4 separate regions of the Sus scrofa genome follow, and regions 2, 3 and 4 are each linked to region 1. Evidence: chromatin contacts called from public Hi-C and HiChIP or PLAC-seq data. All regions are on one chromosome and are shown on one strand. Each heading gives the region's core, a stretch centred on a gene start, on an enhancer-like site or on the middle of the called end of the contact. The rest is flanking DNA. Distances are from core to core; before and after follow the strand shown.

Region 1 (4,317 bases), core at 566-3,065:
TAAATCACACGGAGAGTAATTTATTATGGTTATTATGCCATAAATTAAATTATTTTATACTATATCACCATATATTAGATATAAATCTGTTTTTCAGTGCCCTTTTAAAGGTATAGTGAGTAGAACCCAGAACAGTGGGCTCCTTCTCTTAAAAGTAAAAGGAAAGAAGGAAGGAAAAAAGGAGAGAAAGAGGCAGTGAAAAAAAGGAGAAAAGGAGGAGAGAACAAGGAAAAATTGAAATGAGCTAGTCTTCACAATTGCAAAAATCATGTATGTAAATTAACTTTATCTCCCTGTATTTTCACTCGAAGTCAGAATTTCATTTACCCACAAAAAAGACGTAAAGAATCTGGGTTTTTTTTTTCCACACTAACCTGATGTATTTGTTGACATCCTGGTATGATCCTTTGTTTAGAACTTCTGTGTATGATGTCCTTAAGATGTTTGGTTTGGGTCGAACCATCATAGCCAAACCAGCTTCCAGTAGCTCCAGGCTTTTTTTTTGGCCTGTGGCTACATAACCCCAACCTCAGCCTCTGGCTTTCTATGGCCTTCTGTGGGTGTGTGTGTGTGTGTTCTTATAAGAACATTTGTCATTGGATTTATAGCCTGTCCAGATAATCCACGGTGATCTTATCTTTAGACCCTTAGTTACATTGCAGAAACTCCTTTTCCAGATAAGTTTGCATTCACTGGTCCGAGGGTCAGGCCATGGACCTACCTTTTGGAGGGCCACCATTCAACCCACCATACCTGTACTGGTCATTGAGGATGAGCAGATACACACAACGTTAATTTTTCCTGACATATTTATGTAAACCTAGAGTAACCTCTTAGGGAAGAAGAACTAATGAGAAGTACAAAGTGCTCTATAAATTCTACACTGTTTGATATAGGAAATTATTTTCATGCCTGTTGCATTATAAACGCTTGGATCCAAATACCAGCATGCTTTTTACTGGAAATCAGAAGGGCCATAACCATGAAATAATGAATTCTAAGTTATAGTTTCTATCCATTGTATCTCATTTGCTTCAATAATTTTTGAAAATTATGTAAATTTATTTACATGATTATACTCCATACCGCTCTCTAAGCTAAAAACAGGTTTTAACTAATGAGAAACATCTTAAACACATATCCTGAGTTTATACAGAAAACAAACTCATTTCCTCTAGAGAAAAGCTAATTTATTATATTACATGTATATAAATATATTTAAATTTAAATTCAAATATATATTTAAATAAATAAAATGGCATGTATATGCCATTCACACTACAGTTTGAATATATTTCTGTTATTTAGAGTGTTTTTCCTATTCCTCCAAGATGTTTTAGTTCTCAAAAATGAGTACAAGGAGGTCCCCTTGTGGCTCAGCGGTTAACAAACCCCACTAGCATCCCTGAGGATGCGGGTTCGATCCCTGGCCTCGCTCAGTGGGTTAAGGATCTGGCATTGCTGTGAGGTGTGGTGTAGGTTGCAGACATGGCTCGGATCCCGAGTTGCTGGGGCTCTGGCGTAGGCCAGCGGCTACAGTTCTGATTGGACCCCTAGCCTGGGAACCTCCATATATGCCAGGTGCGGCCCTAAGACCAAAGAAAGAAAAAAAAAAAAAAAAAGAGCACAACCATGTTACAAAGTATCACTCTGAAGGATACTATCAAATTTTTATCTCCAGAGAAAATAAGTTTTAGTTAGTCCTATGTAAATTGAGCATGAATTCGTCTGTGGAAATCTGAAGCATATGAGTGTCAGAGAGTAACCAGACTGGACAGTGAGAACATGCTTCTGCTGTACTGCTGCAGTTTGTGGAGCAGCAGGTTTTTTTACTCACTGCATTCTTCTGGAATACTCTTTTCAAACTCGTCTGCTCTACTCATAGTTGTGTCATTGTTTCTCAGCCTTTACAAACAGAGAAATGGGCTATCAGAGAGGAGGTGGTTTTTCCGTCCGGTAATCACTGCCTTTACAGTCATTGGTTTTTAATCTCTTCCACATTAGGATCATATAAGGAAAGGGAAAGTTTCCATCACTTCCTGATTCCAGTAGAAAACATCTGTCTAAAAATAAGTTGCTCTTTCACCTCACGCAATTCCCTTTCCTCTTTCTCCACACAGCACACATCATTGGTCATACCCTTGAGTCATGTTTGTAAATACTCGAAAGCTCGCTCTTTTCCTCCTTCTCACGCAATTCCAGCGTGAACTTTTAGTTTTATTTTGATGTTGAATAATCCTTAATGAATAATTGCGAGCAGTGCTAGACAAGAAATAAGCTGAATAATAGGAAAAATCACTTAAGAGAAAAAGGTTTCTCAAGTTTCAAATAAGCAAAGTAAATATACATGAGATTGTCAGAGAAATATAATCACATTTAGCTTAACAGTTTATGAAACAGAGGCCTTAATATAAATGAAGGCCTTTGTCTTCCCAGATTTTCATTTCTCAGTAAATGGCATGGAGAGAGGCGATCAACTTAAAATTCAGGAAATTTCAGAAGCACCAAGAATAGTGAAAGGGAATTCCCATCGTGGCTCAGTGGTTAACGAATCCGACTAGGAACCATGAGGTTGCAGGTTCGATCCCCGGCCTTGCTCAGTGGGTTAAGGATCCGGTGTTGCTGCGAGCTATGGTGTAGGTTGCAGACGAGGCTCGGATCCCACGTTGCTGTGGCTCTGGCGTAGGCCGGCGGCTACAGCTCCAATTGGACCCCTAGCCTGGGAACCTCCATATGCCGTGGGAGTGGCCCTAGAAAAGACAAAAAAAAAAAAAAAAAAAGTTTTTTTTCTCTAAATTTAAGGTGTTGTTTTAAACACTTATTTTCTGAGATACAGATGACTGAATTTTTTAAAAATTGGAGTTCTCCTTGTGGCTCAGCAAGTTAAGAGCCCCACATAGTGTCTGTGAGGTTGTGGATTCTATCCTTGGCCTTGCTCAGTGGGTTAAGGATCCTACGTTGCCATGCCCGTGGTGTGGGCCTGCAGCTGCAGCTCTGATTTGATCCTTGTTCTGGGAATGTCCATATGCCATGGGTGAAGTCATAAAAAGAAAATATATATATATAAATTATATATATGTAATATATATGTATATATATATATTATCTCATTTAATCCTCACAGCAATGCTCATGAAGATAATAGTAGTAACTTTATTTTACAACTCATTCATTTACAAATGAGTTGATGAGAAGTAAGAAACGGCTGACCTGTAGATAAAATGAGGTCAAAAGTCTGCTACTTCAGGGATAGTACCCAACATGGTCCATGTTTGTTTGTTGCTATTTATGATCCCATGGTGTGGTGTGATCAGAAGCGTATCACTGCATACTCCAGCCCACAAAAGAATTCCTTTGCTGCTAAGCTCTGGTGTTAAGCAGTTTGTCTCAGATCACTCAGCAAAGATGGGCTGACATTTCAGATGGCACAGCCTAGGCACAATGCCATGCATCATGCTCCCTGCCTCTTTCATGCTGCGCTATAATATCTGTTATTTGTCTTTCCCATTGATTTATAATCTCCAAGCGTCCAAGGACAGCCTCTGTCTTATCCCTTGAACATAGCGGATGCTCAGTCATAACACGGAATGAATTAAGCACTCTGAGGCAATAATCCAGGTCTACTGCAAAATCTCACAGCAAATAAACACTTTTTTCATGACATTTGCCACAGTTTTAAACCTGAAGGCTTATTTGCTTCCTTTCTTTCACCCACCAGGCTATATAAAATCACAGAATAGCAAGAGGTTATTTCACTGTTACGTTCCCACCTCCTGGCATGAAGCTTAGATCAGGACCTAGTAATTGTCATCAAATGCATCAGTAACAGAAGTAGCTTAAAAAGCTTAAGATTGTACTGATCATTTCCCTAAAACTTCCCCTCTCTAGGGCTTTCCCTAATACCATTCCTGCCTCTCTTCCTTTTTTCCCTCTTTTCTTTCTTCACTTTTTTTTTTCCCTTCCATCTCTTTCCCTCTCTTTATTGGCATTTATTTATCAAACATCTGTATGGTTTTATTTACAGGCATGGTCCTAAATACTGCTCTCATATTAACTTAATTCTAATGGCAATCTTATTAAATGGGTATCACATTATCCTCCTCACTTTATATGTGAGGATAGCAAGTGTGGCAACATTAAGGCAATCGTCTGCCGCCCCAGAGCTTGTACTTTAATTCGGGCAATCTGGCCCCTGTGCTTTTCTCATCACCACGGTCTGCTTCTTATTCGTCCCCCTTGCCCTTAAGCTGCATTTCGATAGAAATCAGCTGTGTTCGGTGCACCTCGCTGTATTGATTTATGTTCTCGAGTTTCAAT
Region 2 (4,317 bases), core at 845-3,344, 490 kb before region 1:
CTAAGGTTACAAGTAGATTTCGTCTGTAATTTTAAACACATATTTTGACTTTATTTCAAAACATATTTTATTTTATTTTTTGTCTTTTTTTTTTTTCCATTTCTTGGGCCGCAGCATATCCTACACCAGAGCCACAGCAACGTGGTATCCGAGCCACGTCTGTGACCTACACCACAGCCCATGGCAATGCCAGATCCTTAACCCACTGAGCAAGGCCAGGGATCGAACCTGCAGCCTCATGGTTCCTATTCGGATTCGTTAACCGCTGAGCCACGATGGGACCTCCATGTATGTTATTTTAAATCATGGTATTTACATTTTATTAAAATTGAAAACTAATAAGAATGAAATATGGAACTGAGGTTGAACAAGAGATGTAGGAAATAATAAGACAGCCAAACACCTGTTTACATCCAGAATTTGTTCTGCTCTTCCTATTATAAAGAAGATACTTTGAATATCATCTTTAAGGACTAGACATTTAAAAAATTTGATCCTTTACCTAAAGTACATTGTCTTTTAAATGGAGAGAAGGGCAGCGACTAAAGGAGAACTACATTAGGACGCTACACAGCCCTCTATTGGAAGGAGCAGTGCTACCAGCTGTGGCTGCTGTCTTTGTCCTGGTTCAGATGCCAGAGCCATTCATGGAAGGGCTACTTGAAGTTACTTTCCTCATGTTTAGGTTTGTGTTCTTACTGTTCCTTGGGGTCTTCCCTAGTCTCGAAAGAGAAGAATTTAAGGAGAAGGGGTTTCACAATGTCTTTAAAGAGCTGTCGTAATCACTGGGAGATGCATACGGACACTGTATCAATATTTTCTTGGAAAGAACTGTTGTGGTGCAAATAACTGTGTAACCTGGAAAAGGATGTTACCAGAAAAGGACTAACTATTACTTCTCAGATTTACAGAAAAAAATTAATTATATCATCACTTAACTTGGCTAACTTTCTAGTGTTCATTTTTTACAGTTTGGGAGGATTCAACTTTTTTTTTTTTGTCTTTTTGCCTTTTCTAGGGCCACTCTTGTGGCACATGGAGGTTCCCAGGCTAGGGGTCTAATCGGAGCTGTAGTCACCGGCCTATGCCAGAGCCACAGCAACGCAGGATCTGAGCCGCATCTGCGACCTACACCACAGCTTACAACAATGCTGGATCCTTAACCCACTGAGCAAGGGCAGGGATCGAACCCACAACCTCATGGTTCCTAGTCGGATTCGTTAACCACTGCGCCACGACGGGAACTCCTCAAATTAGATTTTAAAAGAATCATCAACTTCTTTTCCTTATTTAGCAGTACATTATTTTGGTTACGTTTCTTTTTCCCTTTCCTTTATCTTTACATTTATCCTTTTTTTTTCCCCCTAAACATTTCAAGGTAAAAAGTGAATAGAAGCTTTTGTAACACAATAAGGACCTCTTCTAATCCTGGCTGAGAAGAGGTGAAACAATCTGCTGAATATTTAGCAGAGGCTTTAGCATTTCAGTATTGTTTGGTATCTCTATATGCAGAATGTTTTATCTCAAAAAAGTGAGATTTATTTATAGTGAAGTTGCTAATTTTAGATTCTTTACAACAAATTTGGTCAGTCTACTCTTTATTTGCTTAATTTAATTTGTAATCTCAGATTAAAATTTCCCTCTTTATTGGATAATTTCCATGGTTTAATTTTGGTCAACAAGGCTAGTCCCACATAAATTTCCCAAGTTTTCCAAGTTCTGTGTTCAGCCTCTGCTCTCTTTCCCTTTCAATGTTTTTCTTCTTTGCCTCGCTAGCCTTCCCTCGTTCCCACTTCTATAGCACACACTCCGTGGCAGTATTGGTGCAATGGACCATTCCTCCAGCCTCCTGTCCATTCCGCACTCTTTGAAGCTTCACCTCTTCCCTTGAGGTCTTATTTACTGCTTCTCTTTTGACAGTAAGTGTTCAGATAGATTAATCTCATATAAAGAATTTGTGATTTATAGTGTCTTATCTCTCCAGAGAATCTTATCTTTTGATATTTCAAAATCCAACTACCAGAGGAACTCCCAGAGATATCATGTTGTAAGTAGGAAAAAATGTACTAGTGGCAGGAATCCTGGACTTGGGGGCAGGCCAGAGAGAATCTGGACGCCTTCTGGTAGCCTCAGATTCATGTTTTCTAGGCAGCTGCCTACATCATCTGAGGTGGAATTGTAGTGCTAGTTCTGGTTTTTAACTCCAGACTCAGTAAGACTATTCTGTGAAATTACGACTAAGGGGGAATTTTAGCCACTGCATTTGCATGCCAGCAGACTGTTTATCAAGGGGAGAAAGAGGACCTTTTTTGATCTACTTCGGGTTTTATTGTGGGGCATAGTCACTGCTATTTTATTTAATCAACATGAGCTGTTTCCTTACTGGAAATTATGATTAGAGGATTTAAGTTTAACGTTATAAATTCCATGTTTCCAAGATTAATATTAAAAAGATTTTCAAATGGCAGGCCTTTTCAAGATATATAATCAAATAGGTAAATTAATACGCTCCTGGAGAAATTTCAGAAGTTTTCTAATTTTTAAGAATATGCTTTTCAGTTTAATATACCAACTTTCTCTATTAGCATATTGCATTCGAAGGGAGAGCATTTTTAATGTATCCTACTACTGAATTGTAAGTGCATAGAAGATCTGTAAAATACGTAGTATTGTAAATATCTGCACTAATTGAATAGTCTACCACTTTGTTTCTTCTGTGAAGTAAGTTAACTACGTGTGAAAACTTCATTGGCTTTCTGAGGTTACAGGTAAAGTGGGTTTGAAAGTGGTCAGTGAACACTTGTGGGATAGCTGCTCTCAGCTCCTCTGAGTTGGGCCTCGTAGTCTCAGGAGTCCACTCTACTTGAAATTCACAGTGTCTGTCACGGGAGGGCAGCAGAATCACGTATGTACAGGCCAGCTGTCTGGTTTGACTTTAAATAAAGGAACTGATTACAAAGCAAACCATGTTGCCCAAGAACATGAAAATTAAGTCAGTTTTTTTCTTACTGTTCAACTGATCAAAACACAAGATGGAAGTATTAGAGAGAACAGTTATTTTTCTATAATTGAAAAGCCTTATCCCAAGAACATGTGATTTGCGTTAGAAAATTATTTGTACTTATGAATTTAAAATTTAGGGTTTAAGAGAAGGTGGGGGGCAAGGAGAATGAATGTTATCTTTCCTGTTTGTGGGTGGAAACGTACATAGTATTTAAGCCATTTGGCACTAGTGTCAGCCTCCTTTGTCTTAATCTACTGTGATATTTTGGGCAAGTTAGTTAACATTTCTATGCCTTAATTTCCTCAAATACAAAATAGGAGATATAGTGTGCATTCGTAGTGTTAAACAGCATTCATAGTTAAGGATTAAATGACCAATTTTAATGCACATATAGAGTACATATAAGTACACTGTAAATGTTACTTTGGATTATATTCATGAGGTAAATGCTGAACTTTTCAAGTTAAAAGATCTTAACTAAGAATTGGGGCCCAATGCAAGAGAAAGAATTTAAGTGAGATGCTTACATTATATTTTATGTCATTTTTTCACAGTGATCCTGGAAAGGATCATTTCCTCTCCTCTTATGTATTTAAGAGGAGAGGAAAATATTAAAATTAAGAAGTTTAAGGTTTAGTGTAAATTAGGGAAGAGATATCACATATGCTTATACGAAAGGGAAATTTTTCTTCTTCTCCAAGACTGGAACCATTACTTTTTAGTTGGTAAAATAGTAATGACTCTTTTCTATTTAGAACCTTATCTGTTACCAACAAAAGGAATATCATGTAAATAAGACCCTGAAAAAGTTTTTTTTTTTTGAGAAAAAGACAGTTCGGATTGAGGAAACTCAATCTTGTTGAGTTTTGAGTCTAAACTCAGTAAGCACTTACCAAAAACTTAAAGAGCTTAAAAAGAGCTTTAAACTTTCTGGAGACAGAATACTTGCACCCAGGAAGGTAAAGCTATTCAAGTGCCATGATGAATGAAGTTGGAGCTTAGAAGGAGAAGCTAGAATGATTAGGTGGTAAGGCATTGGAAGTGGGATTTGAATGTAGACGTAAATATTGGTTGGGATTTAGAAAGGAGAAGGAGGAAGGAAAAAACTTAGGTGGCTGTTATGGATTGAGTTGATTCCCCTCAAATTTGTATGTCAAAATCCTAACCCTCAGCACCTCAAAATGTAACTATATTTGGATATAGGGATTTAAAAGAGATACAGTTAAAATGAGAACATTAGGGTGGGTCCTAGTTCAATATGACTGCTATCCTTATAAAAAGAAGGAATTGTAGCCCCAAGAATTGTGAGAAAA
Region 3 (4,317 bases), core at 782-3,281, 350 kb before region 1:
GGCAACGCCGGATCGTTAACCCACTGAGAAGGGCAGGGACCGAACCCGCAACCTCATGGTTCCTAGTCGGATCGTTAACCACTGCGCCAAGATGGGAACTCCTGTGTTCACTCTTAAAAAGAGTGCCTGACACATAGGAAACACTCAATGTGCTAGATCTTATTAAAATTATTGTTATATTTTCCTATGATTATTATTAACACATTGCAGATGAGAAAACTGAGTATTAGAAGGTGATTTGAACAATGTCCTGTAGTTAGTGGAGGAGGCAAAATTGGAATCCAGGGCTTTGAACTTTTACCAAAGGCCATAGTAGTAACTTGTGTCAAAAATAAAGAAGAGGGAGTTCCCGTTGTGGCGCAGTGGTTAACGAATCCGACTAGGAACCATGAGGTTGCGGGTTCGGTCCCTGCCCTTGCTCAGTGGGTTAACGATCCGGCGTTGCCGTGAGCTGTGGTGTAGGTTGCAGACACGGCTCGGATCCCGCGTTGCTGTGGCTCTGGCGTAGGCTGGTGGCTACAGCTCCGATTGGACCCCTAGCCTGGGAACCTCCATATGCCGCGGGAGCGGCCCAAGAAATAGCAACAACAACAACAACAACAACAACAAAAGACAACAAAAGACAAAAAAATAAATAAATAAAGAAAGAAAGAAAGAAGAAATAAAATAAGAACATTAAAAAAAGAAGTCTAAATCGTATCGTGGGAGCATTGAGGGAAAAATAATTCACTGCTTGATGGAGTCAGGAAAGGATTGAATTTGAGCTGCTCACTAACTTCTTGAGATTAAAAGAAAGGCTGGGAAAGTATGAGAGGAGAGTGGAGAGGGCTTGTCAGGGTCTGGTGAGAAGGAAAGGAAGCTGATTTGACTTAAGGGAATTTAAAAGTTTGGGAGAGTTTTGTGAGGAATCGATAGGGATTCAGAGGACCCAGTAGGGGATAAAAGAAGATTCCAGACTTGGTGGCACCCGAGGTTGTATGGCTGGCAGAGTCCAAGGCAGACTGAGAGACCCTACAGGGCTGGCGCTGACATGTGATCTGCAGACAAGGCTTTTAAGGAAAGTTTAGGGGTGGGGGACATACACTTAATGTGAAGTATCTGTAGAGAGTTGCAGTTTCAGGATTTCACACAGATTAGCTTTTCAGGATAGAGCCGATGTGCATCTGTGAGGAGTGGGCTCAGTGCCAGGTGTGGTTCTGCAGTATCTGGCAGGTAAGACACATATAAATGACATGCCTCTCCCAGCACATACTGCCTTAAAGGAAACGCCATCCATGCAAGGCGGAAGTGGTTGAGGGATTGAAAGCAGTTCGGTGCTTGTGCAACCCAAAGCCATTGTCACAGAAGACTCCAAAAGCGTTTTAATTTTCAAATGCTGCATTGCACATAGAATTGTGCAATAGCAGTCTCAGAAGGATCCCCACCAGACAGCCATAATCATCCTGACGTACCTTGATTCCCACTACCTTCTTCTCCAAGAACACATGTGGGACATTTAAAAAAACCTACCCCCAGGGACAAAGAGGAAGCAATTTGTTGTGAAAATTTGGCTTTTTGTGAATGGACTAGGAAAACTGCAGCCACATGTAATTCAAAAACTTCATATCATGTGGCAAAAGCATCTCTCATTTAGTAGGGATGGAACATTTTAAAAAACATTTTTCTGTGGCTTTAACTAATGCTTCATTCATTTATAGTTACTGGCTTGTCTATCCTTTAATTTATTAATGATATACTCAGAGGTATTGGCTCCTTACACATCCCCTTTCTGTGTCAGAAACAGTTTAGTTTGTCCCCTATGAATTAAGCTGTTCACTATTTAAGACCTTTATTGCTTTTAATTATTTTCAGCAATAAGATTTTACATGCAGACAGGAATCTATAAAAAGAAAATTCAAGCAAAATATAAATCATCAGTTTAATCAGGTGAGTGGAATTGTGCTGCTCGCAACAGGAAATTTGTGCTATGGCCCAGGTCCTTTAGCAGATGTCAGACTTAGACTCCATTGTGCCCTCTGTTGACTCAGTTCTGCCAGAGCTTTCCTTACATTGTCTCATGAGAGGAGGCAGAGTGGTAGTGGGTAAGGGCAGAGGCTCTACAGTTCAACTGCCTGTGTGGTTTAAGTCCTGCTTCTGCTAGACCTATTGGCTCTATGACTTTATCCAAGTTACTTAACTATTTTTAACTCAGTTTCCACGTCTGGAAAATGAGAACAAAAACTGTCCCTATATCATTGGGTTGTGATAGATCAGTGACTTAATGCTCGAAGAATAGAACACAGGTCTTATTCAATAAATTGTAAATATCATTATTTATACACCAGGCTCTGATGTCATTTGGCATACATGCATCATTTACAATGTAATTTTTATAAGCTAGCATGGTGGCAATGTGTCAAGTTGGTTAGCCTGAAATCTGTTTCTCAGAATGACCTTTCTTGTATATTTCTGGTTAGGGTAAGCCACCAGAGATATTCTTGTGCAAGATCTGGAGGACAGAAGTGAAGCAGCAATTATTTTGTAGTTCACACACACTGTCACTTATGTGCTGGATCACCCAATTTGAGTAAATCATTGGTTGAGCTTTCAATTTCTTCACCTTCCTTTGGATCCTCTGACAGCTTCTCTGATTCCTGGGAGAGGTATGTTTGTTTAGCTCCATGATGAAGCCCCAACTACTCCAGGATACCCACACTTTGAAGAGCAGAGGCAACAAGAACTGAAACCAGCTTCAAATCCACCCTTGCTGGTTCCTGCTTGTGCTTAAGTGTTCTAGCTTATTCCTGTTGTCCCTGACTTTACATCCATCTTCTCTTTCTGACTGCTTGCCTCATGGATTTTAAGCTCCAGCATCAGACAGAAAGACAACAAACGTGTTGGGACTCCCCCCGCCCCTTTTTTTTCTTTTCTAGGGCTGCACCCATGGCATATGGAGGTTCCCAGGCTAGGGGTCTAATTGGAGCTGTAGCTGCCTGCCTACATCAGAGCTATAGCAACACGGGATCTGAGCCGTGTCTGTGACCCACACCACAGCTCATGGCAATGGCAGATCCTTAACCCACTGAGTGAGGCCAGGGATTGAACCTGCAACCTCATGGTTTCTAGTTGGATTCATTAACCACTGAGCCACGACAGGAACTCTGGGACTGTGTCTTAACTACCTCCCACAGTTATGTAAGTTCTAATCTCTGTAGAACAACCAGTAAATAGGTAGGTAGATAACTAGGTAGATGGATAGATATATAGACAGACAGACAGACAATAGATAGATCTGTAGTGGTCCTGACTCTCTGAACCCTCTGTCTGATAAAGCCAGTGATAATTAAAATAGTTCCACTTGGCAAAAACATGATCATAAGCAGGAATAAAAATATGGACAATAAAATCATGCGGGATATTTTGTTATAAAGAGGTCATTTATAAAACTCATTACCATGTGGCATAATGAAAGAACTTTATTCCATTTTTTAAATGGATTTTTACTCTCATCCTCTTCTCTTGAGAAGTGACATTTCAACATGACCATTATTTAGTTATCATGGACATATAAACTTTACACCTGTAAAATTTAGATATTTGGGTTTTAAAATTACCATGTAATGTATGGAGAAGGTTCTTACCCATTCTGCATCTGAAGAATGTTATGCAGAATCTGGAGTCTGGATAAAGGTTGAATGGATATGTATCAGGGACTATTTTTTTTTTTTTTTTGGTCAAAGGCTTTTTCTGCGTCTGTTGAGATCATATGGTTTTTATTCCTCAGTTTGTAAATGCGGTGTATCACACTGATGGATTTGCGGATATTGAAGAATCCTTGCATACCTGGGATAAATCCCACTTGATCATGATGTACAATCTTTTGAATGTATTATTGGATGTGGTCTGCTAGTATTTTGTTGAGAATTTTTGCATCGATGTTCATCAGTTAAATTGGCCTGTAGTTTTCTTTTTTTGTGGTATCTTTGTCTGGTTTGGGTATCAGGGTGATGGTGGCCTCATAGAATGAGTTTGGGAGTATCCCTTCCTCTGCGATTTTTTGAAATAGTTTCAGAAGGAGAGGTGTTAGCTCTTCTCTAAATGTTTGATAGAATTCACCTGCGAAGCCATCTGGTCTTGGACTTTTGTTTGTTGGAAATTTTTAAATCACAGTTTCAATTTCAGTTCTTGTGATTGGTCCACTCATCTTTTCTATTTCATCTTGGTTTAGTCTTGGAAGATTGTACTTTTCTAAGAATTTGTCCATTTCTTCTAGGTTTTCCATTTTATTGGCATATGGTTGCATATAATCATCTCTTATGATCCTTTGTATTTCTGTGA
Region 4 (4,317 bases), core at 922-3,421, 290 kb before region 1:
AAGGTTTTAAGAAGCACGCAGGATTGAAATAAAATTCTGACTGTGAGACAGAACTTTATATCTTCAAGGGGATTCAGACATCAATGTTTTGACCATTAAGATAGAAGGAAAACTAAAAAGTATACTTAAATATTTTTTGGATTAAGTTTAAAAAGCTAAAGTTTAAGAAAGGACATTTTTCTTTGAGGCAGCTAAAAACCCTAGAAAGAGATCTGTACTTACATATCAATACGTATTTCATAATTGCATTCCGCAGGAAGGGAATATTATTGACAATGTTCCAGACTCCCTTGAAGTGGGTAAGTATGTAGTGCACTGTGTTTGGAGTGGGCTTCAGGAATAATTTTATCCTTGTCAGAAATTCAGCTATAATGAGAGAAAGAAAAGAGAGAGAAGTTAACCAGACCCATTATAAGATAGAATTCTATAAAATGATAACTGTATCTATCCCTATTCCAAACAAGGGCACTCAAAGACAAACTTACGTGTAGTACAGTTTTCACCGTAGAATCCTGTTCGGGTGCAGTCACACTTATAGTGGTCAAATCCTACACTCATACATATACCCCGATTCTGGCATGGGTTGGAACAGCAAGGATTTGCTACAGTAAACATAAGGACAGTAAATAAATCATTCTTCAGTGTCTTAATCTTGACTTACACATTTAACTGTTTCTTACTATGAGTCAACTTTACAATAAAAGAAATTTAAGAAATACACAGGTAGTCATAGGAAAACAAATTCTGTTTTTTTGGCTGCTCTCAGAGAATGGTTATAATGAAGAAATACCAGAGTTCCCGTGGTGGCGCAGTGGTTAACGAATCTGACTAGGAACCATGAGGTTGCGGGTTCGGTCCCTGCCCTTGCTCAGTGGGTTAACGACCCGGCGTTGCGGTGAGCTGTGGTGTAGGTTGCCGACGCGGCTCGGATCCCGAGTTGCTGTGGCTCTGGCGTAGGCTGGTGGCTACAGCTCGGATTAGACCCCTAGCCTGGGAACCTCCATATGCCACGGGAGCGGCCCAAAGAAATAGCAAAAAAAAAAAAGAAATACCAACTTCCTAGTCTAAATAAAGGTAACAAAATATTCCACCCAGGGAAATCATGCTGTTAAGCTTTTCTTAGTAACTTTTTAGATGTGTGAATTGCTCTTTTTAAGAAGCTCAATGAAGTAGGACTTTCAAAATTAAAGTGAATGAATCCAGTACATCAGCCAAATTTTAGGGATTTTTTTTTTTTTTCAGAACTCAGGAAGTTGTAGAAAGACCTGGAGAAAGAGCATTCCAAGCTGAGAGGGAAAACAAGTGCAATGGCCCTGAGGCATGTCTGTGAGATTTAAAAAATGTGGTAGAAGCGGAGTGAGCAGGAGAGAGATGGAAGGTGAGTTCAGAAAAGAAAACAAAGGCAGATGTTGCGGTTCTTATTGGAATTTGAGTTTTATTCCATGTGTCAAAGGAAACCACTGCATGATTTACAGCGTTAAAGTGGCATGACAATTTAATTTACACTTTAAAAATCTAACAAAATGTAGGGAAATTTTCAAAGTAAGAACGGCTTGCTTTTAAAATATTTTGCTTATCTTAAAAAAAAAAAAAAATCTGTGCTTTCCTGAGGTAGGAAAGCACCAGATAGGGTATTTAAAACAATTATTTCCATTCTCTGACAGTAGGTACTACACAAAAACATTTCGCATATAATGATCAGGTACTGTCTTATAATGGCAACCTGCAAATTAGTAGTACCATTCCTTTCTAGCAGATGAGAAAAGTGAGACTCAGATTAAGTAACTGGCCAACGATGATCAGAGCTGACGGTAAAGTTTGGCTTCCCGTCCAGTTCTTTTGGACTTGAGTGGTCCAAACTGTACACAAAAGCCATCCGGTCTCTGTATTCCGAGAGTATTCAGAGTACCGGGGGCACCCGAGAGAAGTCAGAGCGGTAACTCAGCCCGGGTGTAGGGAACCGCGGCGTGCCCTGTGCGGGGCACCAGGTGCTCACTCACCTGCAGTGCAGAGCGACACGGCAGCGCAGAGCAGCAGGGCGCGGGCGAGCATCTCGGCGGCGGGCGGGGCGCGAGCTGGCAGGCAGACTGGTAGAGGCGTTGCGGTGAGTCGGCTTCTGAATGTAGAGCTGGAGGAGGCGGTGTGAGGAGTTCCTGGGCGTCCTGTGACGCTTGCGGCAAGTTGACAACTGAAGCTAACGGAGAGGACCTTCCTTTTATGCGTGAAAACTAAGCCCACGTGACGGCATGACTGTTTCTTTCCGCCTTTCCTTCCCCCCTCCAAAACTTCTCACCCCCTCTCTGCTTAAATAATTGCGTAAGACCGGGAGTGGGAGGAGGGGGTAAGATATTTTTTTATCCACGCAAATGAGAAAATAGGAAACCCGAGAAGATGCGCTCGGCTTCAAGGTGGGTGCAAAGCGGATCGCCCCCTTCTCCGCTCCGATCTCCCTGCGCCCCACCCCCGGTTCCGCTGCCCCCGGCGGCTGGCTTTGAGCCAGATTCCTTTCTTTCCTCGGGGTCTTGGACCCAGGCTTGGGGAGTCGGCGCCGAGGCAGGTCAGCTTGGGGGGAAGGGCGGCGGCCCATGGGCTTCCTCTCCGGGAATCCGAGCTGCCTAGAGGTTCCGGAGCGCAGGGAATCCCCTCGCGGGCCGCCGCCCCCTGTCTGGTCCCTAGGCTTTGGGGGCGAGGAAGTCACAGTCTGGACAGACCTGGGAGCGTCAGGCCAAGAAAGACTGACATGTTTTACTCCTGCCGTGTGTTTCAGATGTGTCATGATTTTAGTGACCATTCATAACCCGGTGTATATGCAAAACACTTATCTTTAAATTTTCACTTGACCGAATGAAATGAAATGTAATAGCTGCCCCCACGTTGCTTCTTGGAGAGGGGAAGAAAAGGTAAATTCCTCTCCTCAATACTGATCGTGATCACTTACTGTGTATGTAATCAATCTGAAATCAAAGGACCACCACTATATAATTTCCTCTCCCTGATGAATAAGGGAAAAGGAGGTGACCAGGATTCGCAGGGATGCAAACGTTTTAATGCATTTACTTGTCTGCCCTGCGGCTGCCATATTTTGGTCTTTAGCCCTTCATAGGAGACACAAATAGAAGAAAGCAGATTTTTTTGTTTGCCTTTTTGTCTTTTCTGCCCATTTTTTCCAAGATGATGAGTTATGATTAGTATGCCATGATATGTTACACCATAAAAAAATAAGGCCGTGGTTATGTAAAATTATAACTCTCATTTGTGTATATATTTAGTGTTTCTGTGTACACTTTATTTATTTTTATTTATTCATTTATTTATTTTTAGGGCCACACCTGGAGCATATGGAAGTTCCCAGGCTAGGGGTTGAATTGAAACTGCAGCTGCCAGCCTACAACCACAGCCACAGCAGCTCCAGATCCCAGCCATGTCTGTGACCTACACCACAGCTCACAGCAGTGATCCTTAACCCACCGAGTGAGGAGCGAGGCCAAGGATCAAGCCCGCATCCTCATGGGTACTAGTTGGGTTCATTACTGCTGAGCCACAATGGGAACTCTTCTGTGTATGCTTTAGACAAGTATTTGTATCTGTTGTACAGAATTTCTTTAATTAGTGTCTGAAATTTGTTGGGAAATTCTCTGTGTGAAGTGAAAATAAGGAAGCATTTAAAAAATCTTGCAAAGCATTCCACTGAGTTTTACTGCCCCCTTCTGCTGCTTCAATTTTTTTCAACTTACTTTTCTCTCTGATGCTGTGAAGATCACTAAGTAATTTGTGTGATGTTATAGTGTTCTTAAAATCCACATGTGCAGTGTTCATTTTTTATTTAACTTTAATGAATATACTGAAAAGGAATATGTTTTAATTGAAGTGATAAGTCACTCATATGAGCTAAAAAGACATAATAGGAGTTCCTGTTGTGGTATAGAGGAAACAAATCCAACTAGGAACCATGAGGTTGTGGGTTTGATCCCTGGCCTTGCTCAGTGGGTTAAGGATCTGGGGCTGCCGTGAGCTGTGGTGTAGGTCACAGACTCGGCTCCCATCTGGCGTTGCTGTGGCTGTGGTGTAGGCAGGCAACTGTAGCTCTGATTTGACCCCTAGTCTGGGACCCTCCATATGCCACTGGTGCGGCCTTAAAAAGATTAAAAAATATATATATATTATTGATACCCAAAATTCCAAATAAGCTAACTTTTTTTTTTTTTTTTTTTTTTTGTCTTTTTTGACCACTCCATGGCATGTGGAGTTCCTGGGCCAGGGATCAGATCTGAGCCACATTTAAGACCTAAGCTGCAGCAACACCAGATCCTTAACCCT

What was found. Hi-C and Micro-C count contacts between places; a contact is called where the count stands out from the background. HiChIP or PLAC-seq counts read pairs in DNA pulled down with a chosen protein or histone mark.
Region 2: a contact with region 1 is called in a Hi-C map of alveolar macrophages, with 3 times the contacts expected there. The contact joins two enhancer-like sites. A contact is called at or near these places in 1 of 5 promoter capture datasets (liver), 24 of 47 Hi-C or Micro-C datasets (adipocytes, alveolar macrophages, brain and 15 more) and 2 of 2 datasets of contacts at active chromatin or transcription factors (alveolar macrophages and skeletal muscle).
Region 3: an H3K27ac HiChIP or PLAC-seq map of alveolar macrophages shows a contact between it and region 1. The contact joins two enhancer-like sites. A contact is called at or near these places in 1 of 47 Hi-C or Micro-C datasets (epiblast stem cells) and 1 of 2 datasets of contacts at active chromatin or transcription factors (alveolar macrophages).
Region 4: an H3K27ac HiChIP or PLAC-seq map of alveolar macrophages shows a contact between it and region 1. The contact joins the promoter of PTGS2 here to the enhancer-like site in region 1. A contact is called at or near these places in 10 of 47 Hi-C or Micro-C datasets (adipocytes, alveolar macrophages, embryonic fibroblasts and 5 more) and 2 of 2 datasets of contacts at active chromatin or transcription factors (alveolar macrophages and skeletal muscle).

Annotation. Positions count from the first base shown.
Region 1 is chr9:128,147,621-128,151,937 of Sscrofa11.1, forward strand. All of the region lies in intron 20 of PLA2G4A (cytosolic phospholipase A2), which reads left to right. Among named protein-coding and RNA genes, the nearest start is that of PTGS2, 290 kb to the left of the region's middle. Within about 2 kb of position 1,816, at least 21 of the 83 cell types and tissues checked have an H3K27ac peak or open chromatin away from gene starts, as enhancers often do. A contact at or near this core is called in alveolar macrophages, embryonic fibroblasts, omental adipose tissue and 2 more, where this site is marked.
Region 2 is chr9:127,655,062-127,659,378 of Sscrofa11.1, forward strand. The region is part of intron 17 of C9H1orf27 (protein odr-4 homolog); the gene reads left to right. Among named protein-coding and RNA genes, the nearest start is that of PDC, 37 kb to the left of the region's middle. Within about 2 kb of position 2,095, at least 4 of the 83 cell types and tissues checked have an H3K27ac peak or open chromatin away from gene starts, as enhancers often do. A contact at or near this core is called in alveolar macrophages, where this site is marked.
Region 3 is chr9:127,798,775-127,803,091 of Sscrofa11.1, forward strand. No RefSeq gene overlaps it. Among named protein-coding and RNA genes, the nearest start is that of PLA2G4A, 53 kb to the right of the region's middle. Within about 2 kb of position 2,032, at least 2 of the 83 cell types and tissues checked have an H3K27ac peak or open chromatin away from gene starts, as enhancers often do. A contact at or near this core is called in alveolar macrophages, where this site is marked.
Region 4 is chr9:127,856,695-127,861,011 of Sscrofa11.1, forward strand. PTGS2 (prostaglandin-endoperoxide synthase 2) reads right to left here and starts at 2,172. Exons shown (of 10, transcript NM_214321.1): 1 at 2,001-2,172; 2 at 486-602; 3 at 223-366. The coding sequence starts at 2,052. It overlaps PLA2G4A (cytosolic phospholipase A2), which reads left to right. Exons shown (of 23, transcript XM_021063827.1): 2 at 1,243-1,378.